2 separate regions of the Rattus norvegicus genome follow, and region 1 is linked to region 2. Evidence: chromatin contacts called from public Hi-C data. All regions are on one chromosome and are shown on one strand. Each heading gives the region's core, a stretch centred on a gene start, on an enhancer-like site or on the middle of the called end of the contact. The rest is flanking DNA. Distances are from core to core; before and after follow the strand shown.

Evidence for each region. Hi-C and Micro-C count contacts between places; a contact is called where the count stands out from the background.
Region 1: a contact with region 2 is called in a Hi-C map of psoas muscle, with 2.2 times the contacts expected there. The contact joins the promoter of Mrpl49 here to the promoter of Dpf2 in region 2. A contact is called at or near these places in 5 of 12 Hi-C or Micro-C datasets (the A7r5 cell line, frontal cortex, kidney and 2 more).

The regions. Positions count from the first base shown.
Region 1 is chr1:212,775,440-212,782,276 of GRCr8, reverse strand. Mrpl49 (mitochondrial ribosomal protein L49) reads left to right here and starts at 2,950. Exons shown (of 4, transcript NM_001047883.2): 1 at 2,950-3,046; 2 at 3,580-3,730; 3 at 5,375-5,499; 4 at 5,594-6,837. The coding sequence starts at 2,969. The coding sequence ends at 5,740. It overlaps Fau (FAU ubiquitin like and ribosomal protein S30 fusion), which reads right to left and starts at 2,764. Exons shown (of 5, transcript NM_001012739.1): 1 at 2,705-2,764; 2 at 2,381-2,463; 3 at 2,135-2,279; 4 at 1,586-1,641; 5 at 1,249-1,420. The coding sequence starts at 2,455. The coding sequence ends at 1,295.
Region 2 is chr1:212,623,445-212,629,847 of GRCr8, reverse strand. It overlaps Dpf2 (double PHD fingers 2), which reads left to right and starts at 1,559. Exons shown (of 11, transcript NM_001108516.1): 1 at 1,559-1,641. The coding sequence starts at 1,610.

The sequences.
Region 1 (6,837 bases), core at 1,701-4,200, 150 kb before region 2:
TTTGAATTTATCTTCCTGCCTCCACCTCTCCAGTACTGGAATGACAGGAGGCACACACTAAGCTTTTTCTAGGGACATTCTTCTGAAAACAATGCCAATTCCCCACCCCAGTACAGCACCACACTTAACTATTTTTTTTTTTATTGGATATTTTTAAGTTTCAAATGTTATCCTCTTTTCCGGTATTTTAAGTTAAAAGTTCCTGTCTATCCCTGGCTGTTCTGGAACTCACTCTGTAGACCAGATTGTCCTCAAACTCAGAGGCCTCCCTGCCTGGGATTGAGTGCTGGGATTCAAGTCCACTACAGCCCAGCCATGGCTAATTTTCATTGTGTAGCTATGGTTTAACTATGTAGACCACTGATCTCAAACTCAGATCCATCTGTCTCCCCTGTGCTATTCCTGGCTCAATCTCTAGTTTTGTACTACTTTTTCTCTACAGAGTCTGAGTAGGTTATGAGTTTCTGCATTTTTGCCTTGAGTACTACTCAGGCATAGAGTGTTTATACCAATACAAGCACTTTGGAGGTTCAAAACCAGCCTGGCCTGCAGTTTGAGACCTTGAGTCTCAAGAACCAAGTACTTGTTTCTAATTTCTAACAACTGGAGTTCCATGCCTACAACAGACCTGAAGAATGTATTTACCTACACATGAATATGGGACACATTCACAGCCATTATAGAACAAAACAGAATGGTCACATTTACAGTGGGCCAGACACTGGTCTCAAAGCATCAGAGAGAATGGATGGAATGTCCAAACTCAGCCTTACTCCATGATTATGCCACATTCCAAGAAAGCAGGTCACAAACATAGATGAGCAGAATGGAGTCCAGGAGAGTGGAACCATTAATCAGGTCTGTCACAGTGGTGATTAAATTAGGCCAGGTAAGATTTAGATGCCAAGATAGTCAGCCAATACCAGTTTCTAAAGCTGAGTTTCTAAACCATGTTCCTTGTGCTTTCAACTTTTTGAGGCTACCCAAATCCAGAAGATTCTCTTCTACCCAAAACCCCTCCCCCTTCCACTGCTACCTCTAAACACAAACGCCTCTTTAGTACATTTGTTTGCTTGGTTGAGAGGTCTCTAGGTAGCCCTGGCTGTCTTGAACTCACTATGTAGATTCCAAGTGCTGGAACTAAAGGCAGGTTCCCTGAACTCTGAAGCCAGCCTTCGTGCTGATGACCAAGGCACTTTGTGAGCCTCAAATTGGCCACAGCATTACAAATGATGAACGCATAAGAAATTCTGGGCAAAGTGGCTTTATTAGTGTGGCAGGATCACAACAGGACTTAGGAATTAGCATTGGGGCCCTTCTTCTTGCCAAAGGTGGGCACAACATTGACAAAGCGTCGGTTGTACTGCATTCGCCTCTTGGCCCGACCAGTCTTCTTCTTCTTCTTTTCCTGTTTGGCCACCTGGGAAAAGGAAGGACTGATCAGACCCTGGTTGACCTCTCCCACGCCTGCCATCTTTCCCACCGGCTCCTCTCCATAAAAGAGAACACAGACAGGAAATCCAAAGGTCTTCACTTTGCTTTGACAGAAAAGAAACAAAGTCCAAATACCAAGCGCATGGCTCACCTTGGGAGTCTGACCTCTCACTTTCCCAGCACGAGCCAGAGAACCATGAACTTTACCTGTGTTGGGGGTGGGAGAAAGGCATCAGGTAAGTAGCAAGGTTATGCCCTACACAACTCTTCTTCCCCATCAATTCTTGAGCTTTCTGATGACAAGTTGGACCCAACAAGTAATGAAACAGAGTTGCATAGATTTAGAGAATGGTCACAAAATAGCTGTCCATGGTTGCTCCCATCTCCAAGTCACAACCAGTTTATTCAGCGCTGAAGGTTGGTATATACAAAGAAGTCCATACTCTCAGCTATCGTTCTACATACAGAACAGACAGGAGCATACCGAGAACCTAGTAAACCAGACTTTGATCCGCCTGGCTCTCTGCCTCCCAAGAAGTAAGATTAAAGGTGGGCTACCACCAGGTTTGGAGAATTTAGTGGGGACACTGAGAACCTCAGTCTGGTTAAAGACAAGTATCACTATGTTCTAATGTCCCTAAATGAGCTGTCATACGGTTTAACTACAAACATTCCATTAACTCAGTGAAAAAGCACTCACCTCCCAGCATGCGGCCAGCTACCTCCAGAGTGGTCAGGGCCTCTACACCACACTGGCCTAGGGTGGCCTCATCCTCCAGCGGCGAGCCTGCCAGAAGCACGACTTGATCTTCGGGGGCAATGCCTTCCAGTGAGGCCACATGAGCCTAAAAGCAAAAGAGAGGCAATGTTTAAAAGTAGACAGACTTTCTCCGTAGGTCTGGGAATAAAAGGGCAAAGTTAGGTGGGACCAAGGATCTTTACATACTTTGATCTGGGCGACCGTCTCCTGGCCGGTCACCTCGAGGGTGTGTAGTTCCTGGGCGCGGACAAAGAGCTGCATGTTGGCTACTGAAGAAAGAAAGGCTTGTGAGAGAAAATAAGGAGCGTTCCAGGAGAAAGGTCGGGGCATAGGAATCAGGGCAGAGGACTGCGCGGTCTCACATGCGGAAGGCCGGGCTCGTCAGGGACCCGGATGAAAACGGAGACAAGGCCGCAGAATCGCCCGTGTCCTTTGCCTTCCCCGCACCCTCTGTGCTCAAAGACCGCTTACTACCGCGTGCTCCAGGCCCAGCCGCACCCCTTGTCTCACCTTACCCGCGGACGCCGCTGCTGCAACCGCGAAGATGGAGTCAAGAAAGAGGAAGGAGCGGGGGCGCGCACGTCCTCACCGCCTGCTGCGTGCCACGTCACTACTGCGCGACCGCGCGGATCGTTGGTTGTTTGTACCGCCTACCGCCGTCCTAGGCCGCCCCTTACGCTTTACGCAGGCGTTCGTTCATTGGGGCTGCGCGCGCAGGAAGAGGCGGGGCGAGTTCGGCTGCGCGCGCAGATGTCACTCATTGGAGGAGCAAAGATGGCAGCAAATGTATTCCGAGTCATTCTCCATGACTGGAAGACTTGCGTGCGGTGGAGCTACGGGCGACGGCAGCTGGTGAGAACCCGGAGGACAAAAGGCAGTGTGTGAACCTCACTGTTACTCATGAACTTTGTATTCCCTCACGAGGCCTTAGTTTTCCTGTGTACTCCAGCTGATACTTGTCTGGAGGGTAGATGCAAGGTGGAGAGGGCAGGTTCAGAGTCTGGGTTTTGGAATGTGGCTGCCGCATCCCTCCAGTTGGTTAAGACGTGAGAGCAGCTGTATGTCCCCGCTCGATCAAGCATGTCATTCGTCTCAACACCATATTTAGAGAAAAATACTGAAGGATACTGTATTGGTCAATCGTTTAATTAATCGACTTTTCAGGAATATGCACGTTTGCTGTTTGAGTCCTGGAGAAGTCTTGGGATTCTGACTGGGAGTTGTTTTTTCAGCCCCCCACCCCCATTCTCCTATCATGCACACTGAAAAATCGAAGTCTGGTGCTTTCCCAGTTCCAAGTTTTATTCATGCTATTTCTTTTTAAACTGAAGTTCTGTGTTGATTAAACTAAAGGAAAGATGGTTTGTTTGTTTGTTTTGCCTTAGAGCCAGACCCAGGGGCCTCCTGATAACCCCAGCTTTGTGGAATCTGTGGATGAATACCAGTTTGTGGAGCGCCTGCTCCCCCCTACCAAAATCCCAGAGCCACCAAAACATAAACATTATCCCACTCCTAGTGGTTGGCAGCCTCCCAGAGGTGAGTCAAGTGATAAAGGCTTTGGACTTTCCAGTGGGCTTAGAAGTTCTTAGATGTAGGAGGGTTAGTATTGTCTTAAGCCCAGGAAAGGGACCAGCAGTAGCACCCTATGTTACTGGGGTGAACTTCCCTTGTGGTGAAAAAGCAGAGAAGACTCCTGTGTTTGGAGTTCTCTCCTTCCAGTCCAACTGACCATGGGTAACAGAGAATGCAGTTTAGCAGACAGGAAAGTGTCTGGAGCGCCTGTTTTGAATTTGGGTCTGTCCTTCATTGGTGTGACTTCTTTAGTCATTTAGCTGCTCTTAACCTCGAATTCAGGAAAATGGGTATCATCTGCTCAGTATGTAAAATCTTAGCACAGAGTCCAGTGTGTGATTCTGTTTTTAAAGTCTTATTGCCAGTGCAAAGTTTAGGACAGTTGGAGCTTCAGAGAGACTTTGTCTCAAACAAACAAAGGGGGCTGAAGAGATTGCTCATTGGTTAAGAGCACTAGCTCCTCTCCCAGTGAACTCAGGTTCAATTCCCAGCACCCACCATCCTGGCAGCTTATAACCGTCCATATAGAACTCCAATTCCAGGTGATCCGACAGCCTCACACAGACATAGGTATGTAGGCAAGTCACTAATTCACATAAAAACCAGAATCCCTTTAACTCCTCTTTGTTCAGAAGTTGTCAGCCTCACTGGGTCAGTGGGAAAGGAGAGAGTATTCCTCGATTGAGGGTTGGGGTGGGGAGTCCCCAAAGATGCAGAGAGATACATACACTCTAGTAAACTGTTTTTGTGGCTTTCTTCCCCCCCCCCCCCCCCCCCAGAGCTGGGGACTGAACTCAGGGCTTTGAACTTGCTAGGCAAGCGCTCTACCGCTGAGCTAAATCCCCAACCCCTGTTTTTAAAGAAGTGTCTGTGCAACCCTGACTAGCCTGGTCTTTAATCTGTAGGTCAGACTGGCTCCAAACTCCAATTCCTCCGCTGGGATTAAAGGAATCTGCTACTGTGCCTGCCTTCATTTGTTTTCTTTCATTTGTAAATAGGGTTTCTCTGTGTAGCTCTGACTGTCCTGGAACTTTGTAGATCAGACTGGGCTCACAGATACATCTGTCTCTGCCTCCAGAGTGCTGGGATTAAAGGTGTAGGCCAAGATGCCCAGCTTCTGACTTATAGGCTTGAATAAGCATTTATTCGTGCCTAGCTTTGTTGTTCTTGAGCACTTAGATGGTAGCAGGTCTGTGTGGGACCTTAGAAGACCAAGGTGAAAATTCAGCCTTGACTCTTAGGAAAGACAGAGGAAACGCTCTCATCCGAAATCTGAGGCAGTATTGTCCAGTAGGATTTAATACGCGCTATAGCAAGTACAGCAGGCCTATAATCCTAGAATTTGGGAGGTGGGGACAGGATTACAAGTTCAAGGTCGGGGGTTGGGGATTTAGCTCAGTGGTAGAGTGCTTGCCTAGCAAGCGCAAGGCCCTGGGCAGGGCCCTGGGTTTGGTCCTCAGCTCCGGGGGGTGGGGTACAAGTTCAAGGTCTTAACTACATAGTTTGAAACCAATAAGCCCCGACAGAGCCCTTTGCAGCTTTTGTGCAGGGGAAGGCCTTGTTGAGGTGGGTGAGGCTATAAGCTTTTTATTCTGTATTCCTGTATAGATCCCCTTCCCAGCTTGCCCTACTTTGTTCGTCGCTCTCGGATGCACAACATCCCTGTCTATAAGGAGATCACACATGGCAACCGACAGATGACCTTAATTCGCAAGGTAGAAGGTGACATCTGGGTAAGTGGCTTGGGTGTGTGCCTGATTTCTTCCAGGGCTGAAGGGGTGGGATCCTGTAATAAGAAACTGGTGACTAGAGTTTATCTTTCCCCAGGCTCTACAGAAGGATGTGGAAGAATTTTTGAGCCCATTGCTGGGAAAGACGCCTGTCACCCAGGTTAATGAGGTGACAGGTACTCTTCGAATCAAGGGCTACTTTGATGAGCAACTTAAAGCCTGGCTTCTTGAGAAAGGCTTCTGAGGCCTGATGGTCAGCCCATGTGGCAGTGCTCTCCACAGACTGGCATCCAGAGAGGAAGTGGACTTGGAATCTCTGGAATGGGACACAAAGAACAGAATTTATTCTTAGGATGAAAGGGCTTTGAGATAAGGCCTTGCTTTCGTCAAGGGGGAGTAGACCGGTATGTATAGGTATCCACTTGAAAGCTGTCCAACACAGGAGGCCACAGCAACCATCAGGCTAACAAGGCAGACATGACTGCTGTACAGACAATCTCTTGTGCATTCTGTGGAAGCATCACCTGTCAATAAAAAGCTAATGGCCAGTGAGCTAGAGGCAGGATTAGATTGTGGGAAATTGGACAGGGAACTCTAGATGGGAAGCAAGATGTATGAAACTGAAAGGTAACTAACCAGCCATGTGGCAGACATAGAATAGTTTTAATGGGTTAAATGAGTTGTGAACTAGTGGGAACAAGCCTTGTTTAAGGCCTAACAATGAGCCCGTCAGTCATAATTCAGGAACTAAGACACCAGTGGAAAAGCCTGAGATTACAAACTGCCGTGCCTTTATAAACTGGCACACATTTCTTTATGTCAGCCATTCTGGAAGCAGCCACCCAACCCTGTTCTGGGGGCTTCACAGGGTAGACCCCTCAGAGAATCCATCCTTGGCCTGGAGCTTTTGCTATAGATGGGGCATGGTGGAGGCTATGGAGAACAGATGACACAGTGCAGGACAATGACGTGGACTGGAGTGGATGAGACAGACAAAATGTCTTAGGTACTAAGTGCTGTACTAGGTAGGGTTGGGGAATCACCCTGTGACCTGGAATCAACTATGTAAGTGTTTGAAGACAAAATGCAGACCTTCCACTTCTGGCACTCCCCCCACAAGTCATATGTCTAACCCACCATTAAACTGGATAAACAATGTTAAACAGTGTTCATACATAGTGCCTGGCTACCCTGTCTGACCTCAGACCTAAGGTAGAGAGGTACCAACCTCCCAGTGCTCTCTAGTTGAATGATTTCAGCATCCTAATCCCAGAAACCGCAGGCTATTCCTAAGTCTATAGACTGAGCAAGTAAAAGGAGCTCAGCCCTGATCCTAGGTGA
Region 2 (6,403 bases), core at 310-2,809:
TTTGCTAGGCAAGTGCTCTACCACTGAGCTAAATCCCCAACCCCGACCCTCTTTCAAAAAACAAAAACAAATACAAATTTTAAAAGCCAGTGTACTGGGGTTGGGGATTTGGCTCAGTGGTAGAGCGCTTGCCTAGCAAGCGCAAGGCCCTGGGTTCGGTCCCCAGCTCCGAAAAAAAAAAAGAAAAAAAAAAAGCCAGTGTACTGTAGGAACACTTGACATTGTTAGCTGTCCATTAAACACTTGTGTGTACTTTGGGACTTCCTTTTGATTGTGGTATAGTTGAAGGTATGGTGCCTAGACAAGCTAAGGAGGGAAGGTCCTTCTATTTCTAGCTACCTCAGTGTAAGGAGGTGCCTGAGGTCAATGAGTTCAAAGCTTCAGGTTACCACTCTGACACAGGAGTTCCATGTATGGCTGGTGTCTGTCCCAGAACCCAAGGCAATAATGTCCTCTACCTGTGGCTCCTCTAGCTTCAGCTCAGGTCTCGGGTGAGACTGCATGAGTAAGAATGTAAGAAAGGTGCCTCTCTTTTACCCTACCCCACCCCGCCAGGAGAGAAGCTACACCAGCACTGAGGCTGCAGGAAAGTGAGAGAATACAGACTCTGCCAGGGCCTGCCGTTAATACTGCATACAGCTGGTAGCCATGTGTAAGCTTTGGGGATCTGTGTGGTTTCAATATGGTTGGCCCAGGGAGTGGCCTTGTTGGGGGAGGTGTGTCACTGTGGGGGTAGGCTTGGAGAGACCTTCCTCCTAGCTACCTAGAAGCCAGTCTTCTCCTGTTTGTCTTCTGAAGAAGATGTCGAACTCTCAGCTCCTCCAGAGCCATGCCTACCTGAATGCCATGATGATAATGGATTGAACCTCTAAAACTATAAGCCAGCCCCAATTAAATACTGTGCTTTATACGAGTTGCCTTGGTCATAGTATCTCTCCACAGGCGTGGAAACCCTAAGATAGGGTTCCATTGAGCCAGGGTGTCAAGAAGTAGGTCAAAAGAACTGTGGGATCCTGGAGTTGGAGTTACAGACAGTTCTGAGCCTCTATGTAGTGTAAGCTTAGGTTTTTCAAAGCCTACTTTATTTAGGGTTCTTAAATGCTTCAACCTCCCTTTTAGCCCACCGACGAGAGGTAGGGAAAAAGGCAGATTAATAGGCAAAGGGGGTTGCGGACAGAGGTACCTAAAGGACTGGGTACCTCCCTGACCTTTCCAATCCTTCCCTGTGAGTCAATCATGTGTCTAACGGTCAGCTAGGCAGGACACTGTTGCTCCTTCTAGCTCATCTGCCTGGCCTATTCACTTACCTTTCTCACTTTCCAACCAAGCCTTCCTGAGGCTCTACTAAATGGAGGGGAGACAGATCTCCAGAATGAGCTGCAGAGGGCGCATAGTTTTCCAATCGCGCCTGCGCATCGGGATCCCCTAGGCTCCAGGTCGGGTCGTTTTTTTTTTTTTTTTTTAGCGCTCGCCCTCGTGAGCCTGTGCGTGCGCGCACCCTCGGGCTGCGCCTGCGCAGAGGATCGAGGACCGTGTGTCCTGAGAAGGCTTAGCGCCTGCGCGTTGCGGGCTTCGGGGCCTCCCGGCCTGAGGGAGAGGAACTGGGAAGATGGCGGCTGTGGTGGAGAATGTAGTGAAGCTGTGAGTGGTCTTCTTTTTTCTTTTTCTTTTTAAAAATCTCTCCTGTACAGGAAATCTTGTAATGGGGCCTGGGAGTAGAGAGGGAAGTGCGGGAAGAGAAAAGACAGAGAGAAGGACATGCCCGGGAAGTCCTTGCTGTGCGACTGCTGGTAGGGAGGGCAACAGGAGACTCTGGAGAAGGCGCTGGGCTTCTTTTGGAAACTTGTGGAGACCGGGAGGGGGGCACACTAGAGTCCCCGACGAGCGTCCTTCTCGCGGGCCGAGCCCCGAGCGGAGCTGCGGACTGCGAACGAGAGGCTCACGGTCCCTGGCCCCTCAGTCCCGTCGCGCTGAGGCCGGCGGCCCTGGGAGATCGGGGTCCCCTCTCCGCCCACCGCCCTCCCTGGGACTACAGGCTCCGCCGTACCTGCTGGGATCCTAAGATTTAAGCAGCCCGGTGACATTAACCGGGAAATCCGGGGTACACGAAACTAAAACTGTTCTTGGGAAGAATTGTTCCAAGAGCAGATACAGAAGGGAAAGAACTTCTGGGAGTGGGCAACTAGACCGGAACCAGACGGCCTTCTGGTCCGCAGGAGCCCCGAAGTGGGCGTTCTCTGTACCCTAGATGCCATTGTGCGGGTCAGATTTCGAGCAGAGCTGAAGTTAACGGTTGTTGGGAAACACTGGGAACGGGGACTGGCCTGTTAGCCGCTTCCCCCGAGTTAGAGGTGTTTGGGGTTTTGATGAGTCTCCTCCTTCCTTCTTGAAGAAGAATCGAGAGTTTTGGAACGGGGTTAAAAATGCCCGTTGGGCTTAAGAATGGCCTTTTCTTCCTTTAATGGCCATGTTGGGCGTGATGTAAGAATAGAAAAATGGAAGTGTTCAGGTGTCCAGTCAAAGCTTTTGGATTCTGGATGGCAAAGTAATGGTTTAGGAACTATTCTGGAGGACTTTTCGCAGCTTCATCTGTCTTTGTCGTGGGCTGAGCCCCCATAGTCCCAAGAGGCTTTTTTTTTTAAGGTTAAGTTGCTTCTCCCCCGCTGCTTGGAGCCCTTTTCTTCGAGAATGCTTTCCCACCTCCATTAAGCTAAGTGCCTTCTCTTGTGGCTTTTTTTTTTTTTTTTTTTTTTTTTTTACTTGCTTTTGGCTTCATCCTGCTGCCTCTTTCAACCACCCCTCCTCCCAACACTATTATCCTTATGATCTGCCCCCTCCGGCTTCCCCAGCCCTCTTTAGGCTGACATTTCCCTTAATTTAGAAATGAAGCTGTTAATTTAACATTTTTATGGTTCTCCTTCTAGACTCAGCTGTTAGGTCTTTGTTACTCTGCCTTTCTTTGTTGACCTCCCCTATTCCTGGTGGAAGGGGAGTTGTCCTGTGCCCCCACTCCTACCCCACAGGTTTCCTGTGAAAAGAGGAGCCACAGCTTTTACCCTGGAAATCTTACTTTCTAGAAGAACGTGTTGCCTAGGTTTTCAGAATTACATGTTAATGGAGCTCTTCATATTGAAAGATGGTCTTGCGGAGAATGGAGTTGCCAACCCATTGGTGTAGTATTTTAAGTGTTGGTTCCCATTTAAATAGAGCAGTGCTGTTCCTGCCTCTTTAACCAGTCAATGGTTCCTAGTGTCAGCGAGGTACTGAGTTGATTCTTCCCATTTCTAGGTGCAGAAGACTAGACATCACTAACACGTACCTCACAGAACTTTCCCTTTATAGAGAAGACTTTGATTCTCACACCATTCTCACTTTGGAAAGATGCCTTTCTGATACTTTCTTTTTTATTATAGTGTGCTTAAGTCTTCTGGCAGCTGACATCACTCATTGAGGGAAAGACCACTAGTTCATCTTTTTCTTTGATTTTTGCCTTGTGAGAAGACTTTGTCTTAATTTTCTGCTTTTCTCAAATACATTATCATGGTTGACATAGTCTTTAGAGTATAGAGTAAATACTAGTCTAAAAAATAACCATGACTACCAACTAGTTTTTAAAACTTTATATGAGTTATATAAGGCTATCTGTAGAATAACAGAAGCTTGAAATTTTTTGCTACAGAGTCTTGAATTCATGTATTCTCCCCTTTGCTGCTCTCTTCACACACACACGCACACGCACATGGGCACACATACATGTACATAATTTCTTCTGGCCATTTCTCCTACTAGAGCACTTGCTTCACCTTCTAGAATCTTACCTGACCTGCAGGAGCCGATTGGACATTCCAGTCATTCCTCCAGGCCTTCTTCAGCCTCTGTGCTTTGACTTTGCAGTCTTCAGCCCCACTGGGCTGGTCCTTCCTTCCGTTTGACTTCCAGTGTCAGCATCAATTCCATCAGCAGAAACAAAGGAGCTGCTGCAGTCAGCCTTGTTTATCGGTTTTTCCTGTGTGGTAAGGACAAGGCTGCCTCCTAAAGGCGAGCAAATGTGAGCCTGCTCTCTTCTGTGCTGTGCGCTCCAACACATTCATACCTTAATTATAGTTATTACTGCTCACTGAATCAACTCAGGCTGTACTTGTAGTGTTGCTGTGTGTGTGTTTTTATTAAGCTATGCAGTGGTCTCCTGTGACTGCTCAGTGAAAGTCCCTATCAGATCCTACGTTAGTGCTTGTCCATACAGCTTTAGTTGTAGGTATTGGCCACTGAGACTGAGACCTTCTCCCTCTTGCTTTTCATGCCTCCTTATCCCTACTATCTCCATCAGAATCCTGGCAGGCCAGAGATCATCTAATCTAACTGCCCCAATCTATAGGAGAGGAATGGAGGTTCATACAGATTAACCACATGACTGTGTCCATGTGGTGCCTGTACCAAAATCAGTCTTTTTACTCCCAAATCCATCCTGATGTGATCTAGATGACACCTTCATGGGTCCTGGGGATACTATGGGAAAGAAGTCTCTTCTGCCCTCAATGTTTTTTTTTTTTTTTTTTTTTTTTTTTTGTGGGGTGGGGGTTGGAATGTGGCTCAGTTGGTGGAATACTTGCTTAGCATGCAAGAGATCCTGGTTTGATTAGCGAGCACCACATAAAACTGGATGTGGTAGTGCATGCCTTTTGGGGAGGTAGAGGCAGGAAGATCAGAAATTCAAGGTCACTATTGACTGCATATGGGGTTGGAGGTGAGAATGAGCTACACGAACCACTATTTTTAAAAAAAAAAGATTGAGGGCTGGAGAGATGTCTCAGTGGTTAAGAGCATTGACTGCTCTTCCAGAGGTCCTGAGTTCAAATCCCAGCAATCACATGTGGTTCACAACCATCTGTAAAGCTCTCTTCTGGTGTGTCTGAAGATAGCTACAGTGTACTTATATATAATAAATAAATAAATCGTTTTAAAAAAAAGATTGAATATGTGACTGGGATATAGCTCAGTGGTAGAATACATATAGCACTTTGGAGGTTCTGCATATGAGCCCCAGAACAACAAAAAGATTGATTGACTGATTGATTGATTAAAAATATGAGTCCTTGGGGTTGGGGATTTAGCTCAGTGGTAGAGCACTTGCCTAGCAAGCGCAAGGCCCTGGGTTCGGTCCCCAGCTCCAAAAAAAAAAAAAAAAAAAAAAAAATGAGTCCTTACAAACTTACTGAACCAAAACAAGGTGGGGTCGTTGAACATGCTTAGAACCACAAAACCCCTCGCTCTCCAGTTTGCTGTCTTGTTATAAAGTACTTAGAGAGCCCCTCAGATTTCAGATCGCCTCCTCCAACACCAGACAATTCTTGGTGTCGGTTGGGAAGAGCCTGAGGTGGGCTTTGGTGTAACAGATTTTCTATTACTAGTTGTAGTGCTTAGTAAAAGTGGTCCTACCCCATGGCACTTCTCAGCACTGTGCCTGCCTTCTTTCCCCTAATTACCTTTGGATTGTTTGTACATGAAGAGCTTTTAAATTTTATCTTATTTGTATGAGCGTTTTGCCTGTATGTATGTGTGCCACATGTGTGACTGGTCCCCACAGACACCAGAAGAGGGAATTAGATCCTTCTAACTGTGAACCACTATATATATGGATTCTGGGAACCAGACCTGGACAGGTCCTCCTCGAGAACAGGTGTTTTGGGTTTGTTGGTTTGTTTTTTTGTTTTTTTTTTTTTTTTTTTTGTTGTTGTTTTGTTTTGTTTTTTGTTTTTTTTTTTTTTTTTGTTTGGTTTTTGTTTGGTTTTTGAGACAGGGTCTCTCTGTAGTGTTTGGTTGACCTGGAACTCTATCCAGATGAGACAGGCCTCGAACCCAGAATTCCACCTGCCTCTGCTTCTTGAGGCATTTCTGTTGTGTTTTATTGGTTTTTTGTTGTTGTTTTGGTTGGTTGGTTTTTTAGTCTTGTGTAGTTGAGGCTGTCCTTGAACTACATATCTAGCTGAGGATCACTTAACACCTATACCTCCCGTCCCGTGTGCTAGGATCACAGGTGTGTGCCACCATACAGCCTAGTTTGAATTTTGAGGCAGAGTTTTGCTGTCTGATTCAACTGGCTTTGAAGTTAGGGTAATATACCTACCTTAGTCTTACTATTAGACATATGTACCATTTTCTAGAACTGAATAGCGTTTTGACGGGTGAATCTGCTAATAGTGCACTAAAAATCTTGTGACGAGTCCTAGATCTTGTTGTTTTCCCCATTTGTCAGGAAGTTAATATCTACAGTAATGTCTGCAGCTCAGATGCTTAGGCTAAGACAGGTAGCATTAACCAGCTTGAGCTGGACATATGGGAACCACAGAATGAGCCATTCATTTCTTTCTTGTCTCTTCCTCCCCCAGTAGTGACAGATTGAATC